2 separate regions of the Ovis aries genome follow, and region 2 is linked to region 1. Evidence: chromatin contacts called from public Hi-C data. All regions are on one chromosome and are shown on one strand. Each heading gives the region's core, a stretch centred on a gene start, on an enhancer-like site or on the middle of the called end of the contact. The rest is flanking DNA. Distances are from core to core; before and after follow the strand shown.

Region 1 (6,646 bases), core at 2,580-5,079:
ACTATTATTATCATTAATAGTTATAGTCGTTGTCATTCTCATAACGATAGTAGAAATCATGGTGGTAGTAGCAAGGCCGTGTATGTTTACATGTACCTTACATGTACATATGTGTATTTAACACGTGTATGTTACACAAGGTCATATACACAAACACACATGTATGTTTCATAGGTGGACTTCTTTGATACCTTGTTCTCTTCCTGTGACTGACGCCAGCTTGGGGCACCCGGTCCCCGTGGTCGCCAGGAGCTGGCCAAAGCCTGGTCCCCTCCACCTCTGGGGCCCCGCTATCTATTGCAGCCGCCCTACAACATGATGGCATAGAAGGATGGCTGCTTCGTTCTGCTCCTGATGTCCTGGGTCAGGATTTCAGGCAGGGCAGGGCAGGAGGGCTTGGCACCACTGTCTGACTTGGGCCTTAGTTGGCACGACTCTTGACGACTGGAGGCAACTGGGCTGGATCATCCATCTGGGCCCTACGTGTGGTTCTTGGTCCTGGTGTGGACCTGGCTCCTTGCTGCTTCTCCCCGCTGCATCTGCTGGGGCAGGACCCTTCATCCCCACGCCTGGTGCCTGCAGTGAGGTGCTCAGGTCTCCCCCTCAGTGCAGCGTCGCCATGGGGCAGCTTGGGCTTCCTCGTGTTGGTCAGCCCCCTTGTGTGATCCTAGCTTCCCCCACAGCAAGCGTCCCAAGGAGGCCGAGAGCAGCCGTCGTGGATGGGGTGGAGGGTGGAGGATGGGGTAAGAGCAAAGGCTTCTTCTGACCCAGCCTCCGAAGTCCCAGAATGAGCTTCCAGCTGATTCTGTCCATTAACCGAGCCAAGATGGGCCCAGATTCAAGGGGTGGGGGGCTCAAGCCCAGTTCTCAGCTGTAGGAAAGTGTTAGTTTCTCGGTTGTGTCCGACTCCTTGCAACCCCATGGACTATAGCCCACCAGGCTCCTCTGTCCATGAGATTCTCCAGGCAAGAATACTGGAGTGCGTAGCTGTTACCCTTCTCCGGAGGATCTTCCTGACCCAGGGATCGAACCCAGGTCTCCTGCTCTGCAGGCAGATTCTTTACCGTCTGAGCCACCAGGGGAGCCTGGGGGTAGGAAGGCCACCTCTAATCTGCCGCCATAGGGAAGGCTTGCGTTCTGGTTCCGTTCGGGAGTGGCTGCATCTGGTGACTGAGTGAGGCTGAACACAGACGGCCTCATGGGTCCTCAGAGCCGGGGGTGGCCTGGCTGCAGACCTGCCACCTAGCAGCTTGCCGGGAGCTCAGAGAACTGAGTCCAGTTCTCTTTTTAAGATGAAGAAGCCTCAGCTGAGAGGTAAAGTGACCTGTCTGGGGCATACCGCAAACGAAATGCAGAGAGGAGGGCAGAATTCACGCTGCTTTTTCCCCTGTAAAGGGGGCAGAGAGCAGAGACGGGGCAGGTGGCCCCACAGCCCAGTGGCCTGGATTTAATTCTGGGCTCCCCGACCCATTTGTGTGTGGCCTGGGGCACGTTTCTTCCTCTCTCTGTGCCTCCAGTTCCTCATCTGTAAAATGGGTTTGTTATGAAGATTGCAAGAATCAATACTTGTATTAGGAAAAAACCCAAGCTCACAGCAGAGCTGAGTCAGCACTATAGCACATGTACTTGTCAAATCAATGCGTCAATGCGTCTTTTCCACCCAGAACACCGGGCTCATGGTTGTTTCCTGGTTTCCCAGGACTTGCTGACTTTCTCCTCACAGATCATGTGAGCACCGGCCTTCCCGCTGCCCCTGAGATGTGGGGGATATAACTGGTTCTGAGCCCTGACTGCATTAAAATGGAAGGAAAATCGTGTTCCGGAAACTCTTTGATCCGTAGCGTGCAGTTAGTTTAACACTGCACTTTCCAACAGTCCAGTCCATATCTGGATTGCTGGCCTGTCTCATCTTCCACTGAAAGGTGCAAAAGTGGGTGTTAAGATAGGAATGGCTAATGATCCGATTGTCAGACACAGTGTGTCTCAGTGAGCATTTTTATTAAAAGTCTTCTAAATTTGCTAAGTGAATCCCCATTCATTCAGAGGATGGCCGTTCTTTAATTATTTATTTGGGCTGCCCTGGGTTTTGGGTGCTTCGTGCAGGTTTCCTCCTGTTGCGGTGAGCGTTGGCTACTCGTGTTACAGAGCGCAGGTTCCAGGGCATGCGGGTTTTAGCAGCTGTGGCCCATGGAAGAATGCCTGCTTTTAAATGGTCATTTTTTTCTTTTTCTCATCTAGAACCTCATTAGCGAGATAAGCTCAGGGCCCCCAGTTGGAGTTGCCCCTCTGCTGCAGGGGGTTCAGCGGTGCCGGCACCTCACGTCTTATCTTTGCTTTGGCCCCAGTAGACGTGTGGGAGAGGGGAGTGATAGAAAGTGATCGAAACGAGCAGCTGCTCACCAAGGGCTGAGCAGCCTCCCAACTGTTAAGGGCCCAGCCCTAACGTACTTTTCTGGACTTGAAAAAAAAAAAGCCGGTGTTAAAAAAAATTGTTGGCAACCGTAGGAAGAAAACTTCTAGTTGAAATTCATTTGCTAACTCTGGAAGGAAATAAAGCTTGTAAATTATTTTTTAGGCCTTTTTATTTTGTGTTGCAGTATAGCCAGTTAACAAGGCTGTGCCAGTTGCAGGCGGGCAGCGAAGGGACTCAGCCGTACATATTCGTGTACCCGTTCTCCCCCAAACTCCCCTCCCATCCAGGCTGCTGTATGACATTGAGCAGAGTTCCCTGTGCTATGAGGTAGGTCCTTCTGGTTGTCCATTTTGACTATAGCAGTGTGTACATGTCCATCCCAAACTCCCTGACTATCCCTTGCCCCAGTTTCCCCCCTGACAACCGTGAGTTCATTCTCTCCAAGTCTGTGAGTCTTGTTCTGTTTTTTAAGTTGATTTGTATCGTTTCTTTGTGGATTCCACACTTAAAGGACGTCATATGCTATTTCTCCTTCGCTGTCAGACTTACTTCACTCATTATGATAATCTCTAAGTCCGTCCATTGCTGCAAATGGCATTAGTCCATGCTTTTTAATGGCCGAGTAACATTCCATTGTGTATGTGCACCACGTCTGTATCCTTTCCTCTGTCGATGGACATTTAGGCTGCTCCCATGTCTTGGCTATCGTGAATAGTGCTGCAATGAATATTGAGGTGCATATATCCTTTTGGATCATGTTTTTCTCTGGATGTATGCCCAGGAATGGGATTGCAGGCTCATACGGTAGCTCTGTTTTTAGTTTCTAAAGGAACCTCCATACTGGTCTCCATAGTGGGTGCACCAATTTGCATTCCCACCAGCAAGGCAGGAGGGTTCCCTTCTCTCTACACTTTCTCCAGCATTTATAGTTTGTGGGAAAACTTGTAAATTATTATTTTTTTAAATCGTTATCTCCTGGCACCATTGTCTGACAAGTAGATTTAAATATTGTTGTTGAGTACTCGAGATGTTAGGAAATAGATTTTTGGAACCTAAAGAAGTCTTAGAAGACATCTGTTCCATCTTGTGCCTGGGAAACACTGCTGGCCAAAAAAGGCGCTTGTCAGGGCAAGTGACTTGAGTTTACGGAGGAAATAAGTTCTCCAAGGGGGCTTGCTCCCTACCCCGAAGAATGGTGGAGTGCAACCAAGTGGAATAGCCAGCCCGCTTTCTCCTCTTCCCGTCCTGTACTGGTTTTAGAAATGGTGCGTTTATCCTTTTAAGAGCTCACTCGGGGCGCAGGATCCACAGCTGACCAGCAGGTGGCAGTAAATAATAAACAAAGAGCATCACTGAAGGCCCCCTGGCCCCAGGCCTGGCTGGCGCCGCACACAGTCCTGATTTCCGGCTGCGGCCTCCGGGAGGCCTTGCAGGCCTCGGCTGCCAGGAATCCGCGCCATGCCGAGGGTGGTGGGCTCCCAGAAATGGTGGCGTTTAGCTTTCACTGAACTATAATGCTTAGTAAGTCGGGGCCAGGAAGAGCCCAATCCACAGCCTGAGCCAAGCCCCCAGCAATCTGGGGGAGAGACGGACTTGTGGGGGAGCGGGCACCCTGCTTCCTTCAAGCATCAGTATGCATGAGATGGAACCAGAAAAAGAAAACAAAAGCAGTGCTTCTTTCTCCTCCGCAGCGCAGCGCAGCTGGGGCTCCTTTCCAAGACGCTCCCCTTGGCCGGGTCAGGAGGGGGCGGGGCCCGGGAGCTGTGCTGGGATGTGGCGAGGAGAAGAAAGTGCTGAGTCCCCCATGAACCCTGACAGATGCCAAGTGTCCCCTTTACTTTTCAAATGGGGCCTTGAAGAAGGAAGACGCTACAGGCTCTGTGTGTGGTGGGGGCAGGTGTGTGTTTGTGCTCTATTGTGTGTGGAAGGGTGTGGGGTGTAGTGAGTGTTGTGCGTGTGGGTGTAGCCTGTGTAGGGTGTAGGTAGGTGTGTGTCCTGCAGGGATGCGTGCAGGTGTTACAGGTGAGCGCCTGGGCGTGTGTAGGGTGTCGGGTGTGTGTGTGAGGTCCTCAGCCTTTTCTGGTCTGCCCTGGGGTGGCAGGAGGGTTAAATGGTGAATCCTGGGCATGCCAGTCAACCTTGGGAATCCTTTACCTTGAAGCACCGGCTGAGGAAGCTGTTTCCTTTCCTCCACTGTCCATCTCAGCCTTTTGGGGCCAGCACCAGCAGCCTGGTGCCCTGGGGTCCCTGCCTCCCCAAGCCGAACCCTGGTCAGGGATGCTCACAGGGATGCGGAGGCTTGGACCACAGGTGGCAGCGAGGTGCGAAGTGCAGCAGGAAAGGTCCGGGAAAGGGTTTCCAGCGAGTCCTCTCTGCCCTTGCCTCTGGCTTCCACTGGACTTCCACGAGCTGGCCTGGGAGCTCTCTTGGGACCCTTCCTAATGGACGCCACTGGCTCTCCGAGCTGGACTGTACTGAGGATGCAGACTTGCCTCCCAGGAAGAATAGTCCCTTCCAGTAACCTCACGGTGGTCTGACTCACAGGGCCCTTCCTTCTGCATGAGCCAGGGGACCAATAGGCGGGAGGGAGCTTGACCATGCCTCCCCTTCAAGACCAGGATGGGCCAGGTGTCCTGGATGGGGTCGGTGGGGGGCCTGGTGGATCCCCCTGGGGCCTGAAAGCCTTTCACTTGTGACCGTGGCTCCCCGTCCAGCCTTGTGCCAAGCACACCCAGCCGGCAGGGAACAACGGATTGAGATTTTAATAACCTCGAGGTCAATGTGAGGACGGCTCTCTCTCGTGGAAGATTTTCAGAAAAAGAAAAAAATAACACCTGAAAGCATGTGATGTGGCCTTTATGAAATAATGGGATATTCATATCTCGCACTTTGCTAAATTTAGGGTTGACAGGACGTTTCGGAGACGTAGCCCTTGGCAGTAGCTTATACGCAGGGTAAGATGTTAGCTGTCAAGCCCAGAAATCAAGCCTGAGGCACCTGACTCAATGGAGAGAGACTCGAGGCCGTGCTGGAAATCTTTCTCCGAGAGGAGGATGAAGGGCAGTGGACAGCATTATCAAGGAGAATTTCAGCTTCCGGAAGAACTCCGCAGGCGAGCTCTGTTCTGCGTTTTTGCTGAACTGGCCAGTCAGGCCATGCAGGGCTGAAAAAGTGAGCTGACGGCCTGCGGTGGTGGGGGCAGGGGGGCCGGGGGAGGGGAGCGGAAGGCAGCAGCCAGACAAAGGTGCAGGGCAGAGAGCCTGACGCGGGAGACACGGGGTGGGCCTGGCAGTTGCACCGAAGGTGGGTCTTCCTGCCTCGCCCTTCACCCCTGGGCCTGAGCTGCCGTCACCGGGAGGGCCTCTCAGGCAAGGACACATCTGGGGCGGTGGTCAGGGGGGGTCTGTCATTGGTTTTAGTGGCCAGCAGTGTTCCCAGCCTCCAATGGGGGAGCACAGCGAATCCCTGGGAGAAGGCCCCTGGTGATGCCCAGAGTTGTCCGAGCTTCGAGGGGACCAGCAAACCTCCGTGGCCTTGCAGCGTCTGTCTCCCAGGTCCCAAGAGCCTCAGTTACTGATGTTCAACCTTGACCGAGACACATGGAGGGCAGCGGCCTGGTGTGCGCTCTAAGCAGCTTCCCCAGGATCGCCTAGGGAGGGCAGATCTGGACGGGTACTATGATGCCAGGCTCCTGGGCCCAGAGTAACAACAGGCAAAGGCTATCTCCAGCCCTTGGGTCCCCCCAAAATGAGAGCTGCTTCTGGGGCGTGAGGACAGCCTTCCAGGGAGATTCATCCTTTGACCCGTAGCGACAGTGTCTCACAGTGATCGTTTCAGCCTCTTTTAAGCCTTTAAATCGTTTCCTTTAGACAAAACACCCACTTTGTTAATGGAAGCCATTAAACATGTTTGGAAAACAGAGAGAGTAGAATAAGGAGCCCGAGGGGACCCACCGCCAGTTCAGGGAACCTGCGTGTTCTGGATCAACGGTGCAATCCTCTCCCCATGTAGGATTATTTTGAAAGTAATTCCCAATGCCAAGATGTATTCCTTTGACTATCTGTTTAGTTCACAAGTATGTTGTGGAGTGGGTGAAAGGGAACCTTGGGGGAACCCCCTGCCATGGGACCTGACTCGGTGCTTGGGAGAACAGGCCTGGTTTCAGGAGATGGAGCTGTGTGGTCATTCATTCGTTCATTCAAAGAGTGTTCACTAAGCACCCGCCGAGGGCCT
Region 2 (6,646 bases), core at 1,720-4,219, 98 kb after region 1:
TAGCGACCTCATGGACTGCAGCCTACCAGGCTCCTCCATCCATGGGGTTTTCCAGGCAGGCCCAGGGCAGTAACTTGCAAAGAGCAGACAATATGTGAACTATTATTATAACTGTGTATTTTCCTGAAAAAACACATAATCTAAATAACGATCAGAGCAAAAGCTTTAAAGAGGTTTAGCATCTAGCCTTTTAGCAGTTCTACACACTAAAACTGTGATCTACGTTGTAGGAGTCCATCTTCCTTGTTGGAGCAAACTGGCCAGCACCAAAGAGATTGCAGTCCCCAGGGCCTACCAGTGGGCAGCGCCACCAAAGCACAGACTTCCTACACTCCCACCATCACTCCAGCGTTACCCTTCAGAGGCCTCTCTCAGAACTGCAGGGGCATCTCAGCCTTCATTTCCCAGGCAGGGCCTGCGAATTAGACTGCCAACTGACCAGTGCTTTCTGTGAGGTGCACACCAAAGCAGAAGGGGAAGACACCACTGACTAATTTCAGGAAAGCAATTGATTACTAGAGCGATATAGAAGGATTTCCTGTTACTCATTTTCCAGTTGTGGAACCAATGACAAGAATCAAATTTTTATCAGAATACAGCGATAAGAGATAACTTTGTATCCATAGCCAAAGCATTAACCAGAGTCCTTCCTTCATATTTGCATGACTGTTTTTTAACCTGAGCATTTACAGTGTGCCAGGAGCTGTGCTAAGTAATCACATGTGTACATGTGTGTCCATATAGGTTGCCATTTCCTTCTCCAATACATGAAAGTGAAAAGTGAAAGTGAAGTCGCTTAGTCGTGTCCAACTCTTAGCGACCCCATGGACTGTAACCTACCAGGCTCCTCTGTCCATGGGATTTTCCAGGCCAGAGTACTAGAGTGGGGTGCCATTGCCACACTGAGACACACTTAAAATTTTCTCTACCTGATGTGCAAATAGTTAGCAACAGTAAGTTCCTTTTCAGCAGAGGAGACACCTTTTAAAACCCCTCTGTTTTGCCTCCCTCCTTGAGTGTTTCTCAGTTTCATAGGATTATCAACATCTATTCACCTGACTGGTTTATCAGTTGAGTTGCTCAGGCGTGTCTGACTCTTTGTGATCCCATGGACAGTTGCACGCCAGGCTTCCTTGTCCATCACCAACTTCCAGGCGATTGGTTTATACTTGAATCAATTTGTTCACACCCTGTCCAAGATCTTTGAAAGCTGTCATACAAACTTATCAATGATCTAATTCAACATCAAGCTGTCACTTTCAAACTTGGATTAATAAAAGTGGTGTGGGTTCTCTGCACCCCATTCAGTTACTGATCTATATTTTAAATGGCTTGGCAGAGTAGTTTTTTTTTTTAACTTCTCATTCACAGAAACACTTTCTCTCTATATAGATACATATTACAACTTATTACTACCTATTATTACATTGTTGTTTCTGACCTGTCAAAAGAATGAATGCAAGCTTCAAGAGGACAAGGATTTTGTTTTTGTACAATGTTTTACTTCTGGAGCCTAGATTGATGTCTAGCTGATAAATTGTTGCTGTTGTTTCAGTCACTAAGTCCTACCAACTCCTAGCCCACCCTATGGCAACCCCATGGACTGTGTAGCGCCCCAGGCTCCTCAGTCCATGAGATTTCCATAGTGGTACTCAAAAGTGTGTTGAAAGAATGAATGTACACTTGGATAATCACACATATGCATACAGGCCTATAAAGGAAATAGTAATAAAGTTTTAATATTTTTAAACCATTAAATGAACAACACGACTTACTACTTTAAAACTTTGAAAATGGTGATGATCGAACAATAAAACTTTAGCAGCTTTAAAGTTCTGAAGGCAAACTTAGTTAATCTGAAGCCTAAGGCACGAAATCTACATGAAGCATTCAATCTATACGAAGATCTTAAGTTTAAGAGTTGCATTTATTTCCAGAAGCTTTATTTTTCATTCTACATCCCAAAGCCTTTTCCTTACTGAAGAAAAACTGGAGTACTAACGCCCGACATCCAGTATCTATCCATCTGCCCAAGATGAGAAGGACCACACATATAACAAAGTCACTGAAACAGTTAAAGACAAAGCAAAAAAAAAAAAAAAAAAAACCCCATAATTTTCTGTCTTCCAAAGCCAAGGAGGCGGAAGAGGAGGGCACATCACAGTAAACAAAGCCAGCCAGGAGCCTCGGGGACCAGGCCCCAGACAATAGGAGCGGGTGGCAGAGGCAGGTCTGGGGTTGGGTCAACAGCTGGGTGGAGCCTAAGAAAGCACCAAGGGAAGAAATCTGCGCCAGCAGCCGGCCAGAAGCCGGGCCGTAGGGAGAACTCGGCTCCGGAGAGGGACGTTCCGAAATGTACCTGTGTCTCGGGAGTGGGTGGGCGATCCGGGAAACTGGGCATACACGGCGTCCCCCCCTCCCCCGCCCTTAAGCTACGGCGGGGACCCTAAAGACTCAGGGTGCGAGAAGGCGGGAATCCCCGGCCGAGGCAAGGGCCCGGGGATTCCCCCAGGGACCCGCGGGGACAAGGCCGCGGGAAGGGAAGGAGGGAGGCGGGCAGGAGACCCCCAGAGCCCGGGGCGGCGGGCATGACTTACTTTGAGGAAGCAGCTGTGGAGAGGGGCGGGCACCGACGTGCGGTGGATAACCAGGTCCTGGCCCGGGTTGTGCACGTCGCAGATGAGTTCCAGCACGGCGATGCTGCGGGCGGTGGACACCGACACGCGGTGGTCCTCGGACCACGCCAGCGGCTCCAGGCCGCTCACCGCGTACTGCAGCCTCACCGCGGGCTCGCGCCGAGTCACCAGGAGGCGGAACGCCGTGCTGGGCCCCGGGGCCGCGTCCGCCGCCGGCTCCTTCCCGCCGGTCTCAGAGCTCTCCACCTCCTCGGGCGGCGCGGGCCTCTCGGCCGCGGGCCCCACCCGGGTCAGGGCCGTATTCATCTCTCCTCGGAGGCAGAGGCCGGGCCCCGGGGCGCGCGCCAACCTCCCCCCCCCTTCTCCTCCCCGCCCCGCTCCGCCCCGCCCCGCGTCGCCGTCCAGTTGCCGCCTCCCGCACCGCGGCCGCCGCCGGGCCCCCAGATTTCCTCAGCGGTGGTTTCCCCCCCTCAGGCCCGGAGCACCGCCGAACCACGAAGGACCCCGCCGTTGCTAGGCAACCCAGCCCCTGCCGGGTGGCCAAGGCGCTGCCTGTCAAAAAAATAAATTAAAAAAAAAAAATCTAACCTTGTAGTGGGGCCGGATCGCGGGTGGGCAAGGGTCAGGGAGTCCCCCCGACCTCCACCCCCGGCGCTGACAACTAAAGTGCTGAGGAGAGTCAAAGGAGGAGGCGTTGGTTCGACGGGACACGCCTCTCCTCTTTCCTGAGAGGAATTTCAAAAGAACGTCAAGAGCAATAACTCTGGGGTTCGGTGTGACTTGGCATCCCTCCACCCCCGGCACAGGCCGCGCCACGAGGGACGGCCCTGTGGCCCGGGGCGCCGCTGATCCGGCCGCTAGTGGCGCGGGCCCCTTCGTGAGGGGGGCGGGGGACCCCAGAAAGCGCGCGCGGGCGCGCAGGACTCGGCGGGACAGCTACAGCGGGGTCCTCGCGCGCGTCCCACGTGGGGTCTCGCGGCGCCTCGCTCCGGGTTTCGCGAGATCCGGACGCGCCTCTCTGTCGACATGGCAGCCGCCAGCGGAGTCCTTCCTCAGGTCCCCGAGCCCCGGCCCGCCGTCTTCAGAACCTTCTCCAAACCCCGCCCGGCCCACGCGAGGCGGGTGAGTTCTGATCCGGTTTTCTGGATGCGTTCGCTCCCGGGGGGAGGCGGGGGGGGAGGTGGGGCCTCGGTGCGCAGGGAAGCTGCCGTCGAGGCCTTCTCCGTTGGGACTCGAATTAATTCCGCGGAGTTGAGGTGGGGAAAAGTCAGACATCGGGCAGCTCCCGGAGGAGTCGCTGAGCCGCGCGTGTCTTAAGAGCCGACCACGGCCCGCAAAGACGTGCTCGGAGCGGGAGCGGGAGCGGGAGCGCAAGCGCAGCGGGCGGAGGCGGGCGGAGCTGGCTGGGGGCCGCTTGTTAGCTGAAGGCGGGGATGCGAGTCTTGTTACCCGAAGTTAGAAACGGACTGTCGGGGCGTTGAGTCCCTTAGCAGCCCCATCTTCTAATCTTCTCTCAGCCACTCTTATGGGTCAGTTTGTTTCGGGAATGAGGACTGGAGGCTAGAAATTTCTTTGAAGAATGTTCGAAACCGAGGTATACATCGACGCGCCATGAAGGGGTGGAAGGGCGGGGAAGAAAAATACAACTCATCAATGTAATATCTTCGTTAGAGAGACAAAGATGCCTGAAATTTAGCCCAAACCAGAGCAGAAAATTGGTTTTTAGGATGGCTGACTTAGTTCCTAGCTAAGAGGAGGACTGTGGGACGGAAAATCTGTTGAAAAATCGTGTTGCCTTAAATAACCAGGAAGGATACAGTTTGCTGCCAAGGAAAGTGCGCGTATGTGTGTGTTTTCTCGAAAAAGCATCATTTAACGCCATTGAAAAATTATTTGTCAAAGTTCGGTTCAGTTCCTTTCAACTAGTGTAGTGCCGCTGAAGTTCCTTGAATTTACATCAGTTCATAGCAACTGTCTGGGTTATTGTCTAGACTTTTTTCGTGGTAATCAAGTTTAGGGTTTAGAGGCTTGTGAGTAAAAACTTTTCGGCTGGGCCACGTTGTGGCTTCATCTATTCTGAAGGGGGAGGGAAGTACAAAAGAGCCAGTTGGGCACAGGGGCTTTGGAATAGGACAGACCTGGGATTAGATGCCAGCGTTGCAACATGCGGCTCTGTGACCTTGAAGAAATTACTTCACCTCCCTGATCCTCACTTTTCCTATCTATAATATGGGAACAGTAATTTCGACTTCGTATAAGGTTATAAATCATATTGACTCCATTTTGGGTGATAGAATTGCTCCATCAGGTCACTAAGGTGCTTATACCAAGTACATGCAAGACATAGAAAATACTTGCTAAAAGTTCATTGAGTGGGTTGAATAAGTAAACGTAATTTATCTGGTTTTATGATTGCTTGAACCACTGTATCAAAAGGATATTGTTAAACAGCTATCTGTCTGTGTTGGCCTTGTCTGCATATTTGTTGTGTTTTGAATGAGAATTCTGTGTATGCTGACCAAATTTGCCTGAACTTGGCATGAGTAGCTAATTTAACTGTACTTGGAAAGACCTTGACAGCTTAAATTATGCTCTAACACTACATGGAATGTTTTTCCTTAAAAAAAAGAAAAAAAATATATACAGATTTATTGTAGGGAATTTGGAAAGTAGATTTTTTTTTTTTTTTTTTAAAGCCCACAATTGCCACACTCAGAGATAACTCTGGGTAACATTGTGATGTATGTCCTTCTAGAAAAGAAGCAGAGCAAACTAGGGATCAAACTGCACATGATGTTTTCTAACCAAACAGGATACAGTTTCTAAATGGTATTGCAGCATTACTCTTAGAAACTAGGCTGTGGAATTAATGCTTGGGCAAAGCCTTGATCCCTCAGTGATGCGGGTTCAGGTCACCCCCCATCGCCACCTCAGTGTTGTTACCTTAAGATGGGGCAATACCAGTACTGTATGGCCCAGTGACATCACTCATGTAAGTACTTAGCGTACTGGCTGGTGCATAGTAACTACTTAATATGCTTATTAATATCAAAGACTGTTAGGCGTGGATGGGCCCTTATTAGGCAGGTGGGGGAGCGGACACAAGGACTTGCATATTTTTAAAGAGATCCAGGTATATCTTTTCTCCTCTGTGCTCAGCTGCCACCCCATGAAGCATTTCTGTATCTTTGCCTCCCTCCCCCTCGCCGTGGGCCACGGTAGTCTTCTTGTTTTGTGCCCTTAGAACGCTTTGTCCACATCTGTTCCGTAGTACAAATACAGGTTTGGTTTGCAGTCTTACACTTTTGTCTCGTCCACTTGTCTCTGACTTATTCACGGGCTTGTCAGATCTTTGTACCTTTAGAACCAAGCTACTTGGCAGTTACTAAGTGGTCAGTTTTTTGTAATGAATATGTTGTGGATGCTGGGGGCAAGGGGACTGACAAGTAGAACAGTGTCCAGAGTACAGAAAAGGATCATTCCGTGACGTGTTGTTCATTCAGCCACAAGTATTTATTGAGCACTTACTTTGTGCCAAACACGGTCCTGTGCAGGGGATGCAGTGCTATCCAGCACAGGCTTGTCCATTTATAACAATCTAATGGGAAAGACAGACATCACACAGCGAATGACATCCTGTATTTACTGTTGCACTGAGTGCTACAAAGGAGAAGCATGCCAGGAGAGCCAAGGAGTTTGATAGGTGGAGGCAGGAAGTCTGGAAAGGCTCCTCTGAGGATGTAGCAGGTGAGCCTGGATTTGAGGAATGAGTACAAGAGGGTGGGTTGGGGACTTGGGTTTGGGAGTAGCATGTGCAAAGGCCCTGAGGAGAGAAGGAGTTCGGGACATCCTCAGAATTTAAGGAAGACCAGGATGGCAGAGAGTAAAGCTGAGGCTGGTGAGCTGGACAAAGGCAGATTCTTCATAGCTCAGGTCACACATTCTGGATTTTAGCCTGAGCGCAGTGGAAAGCCCGCCTGATACTGTGTTTAACTCGAAACACTTAGAAA

The links. Hi-C and Micro-C count contacts between places; a contact is called where the count stands out from the background.
Region 2: a contact with region 1 is called in a Hi-C map of hypothalamus, with 2.2 times the contacts expected there. The contact joins the promoter of GTF3C4 here to the enhancer-like site in region 1. A contact is called at or near these places in 2 of 16 Hi-C or Micro-C datasets (hypothalamus and tail adipose tissue).

What each region holds. Positions count from the first base shown.
Region 1 is chr3:4,107,727-4,114,372 of ARS-UI_Ramb_v3.0, forward strand. All of the region lies in intron 11 of AK8 (adenylate kinase 8), which reads left to right. Among named protein-coding and RNA genes, the nearest start is that of AK8, 74 kb to the left of the region's middle. Within about 2 kb of position 3,830, at least 22 of the 54 cell types and tissues checked have an H3K27ac peak or open chromatin away from gene starts, as enhancers often do. A contact at or near this core is called in hypothalamus, where this site is marked.
Region 2 is chr3:4,206,680-4,213,325 of ARS-UI_Ramb_v3.0, forward strand. It overlaps GTF3C4 (general transcription factor IIIC subunit 4), which reads right to left and starts at 2,970. Exons shown (of 5, transcript XM_015094120.4): 1 at 2,598-2,970. The coding sequence starts at 2,942. DDX31 (DEAD-box helicase 31) reads left to right here and starts at 3,636. Exons shown (of 20, transcript XM_027966236.3): 1 at 3,636-3,758. The coding sequence starts at 3,663.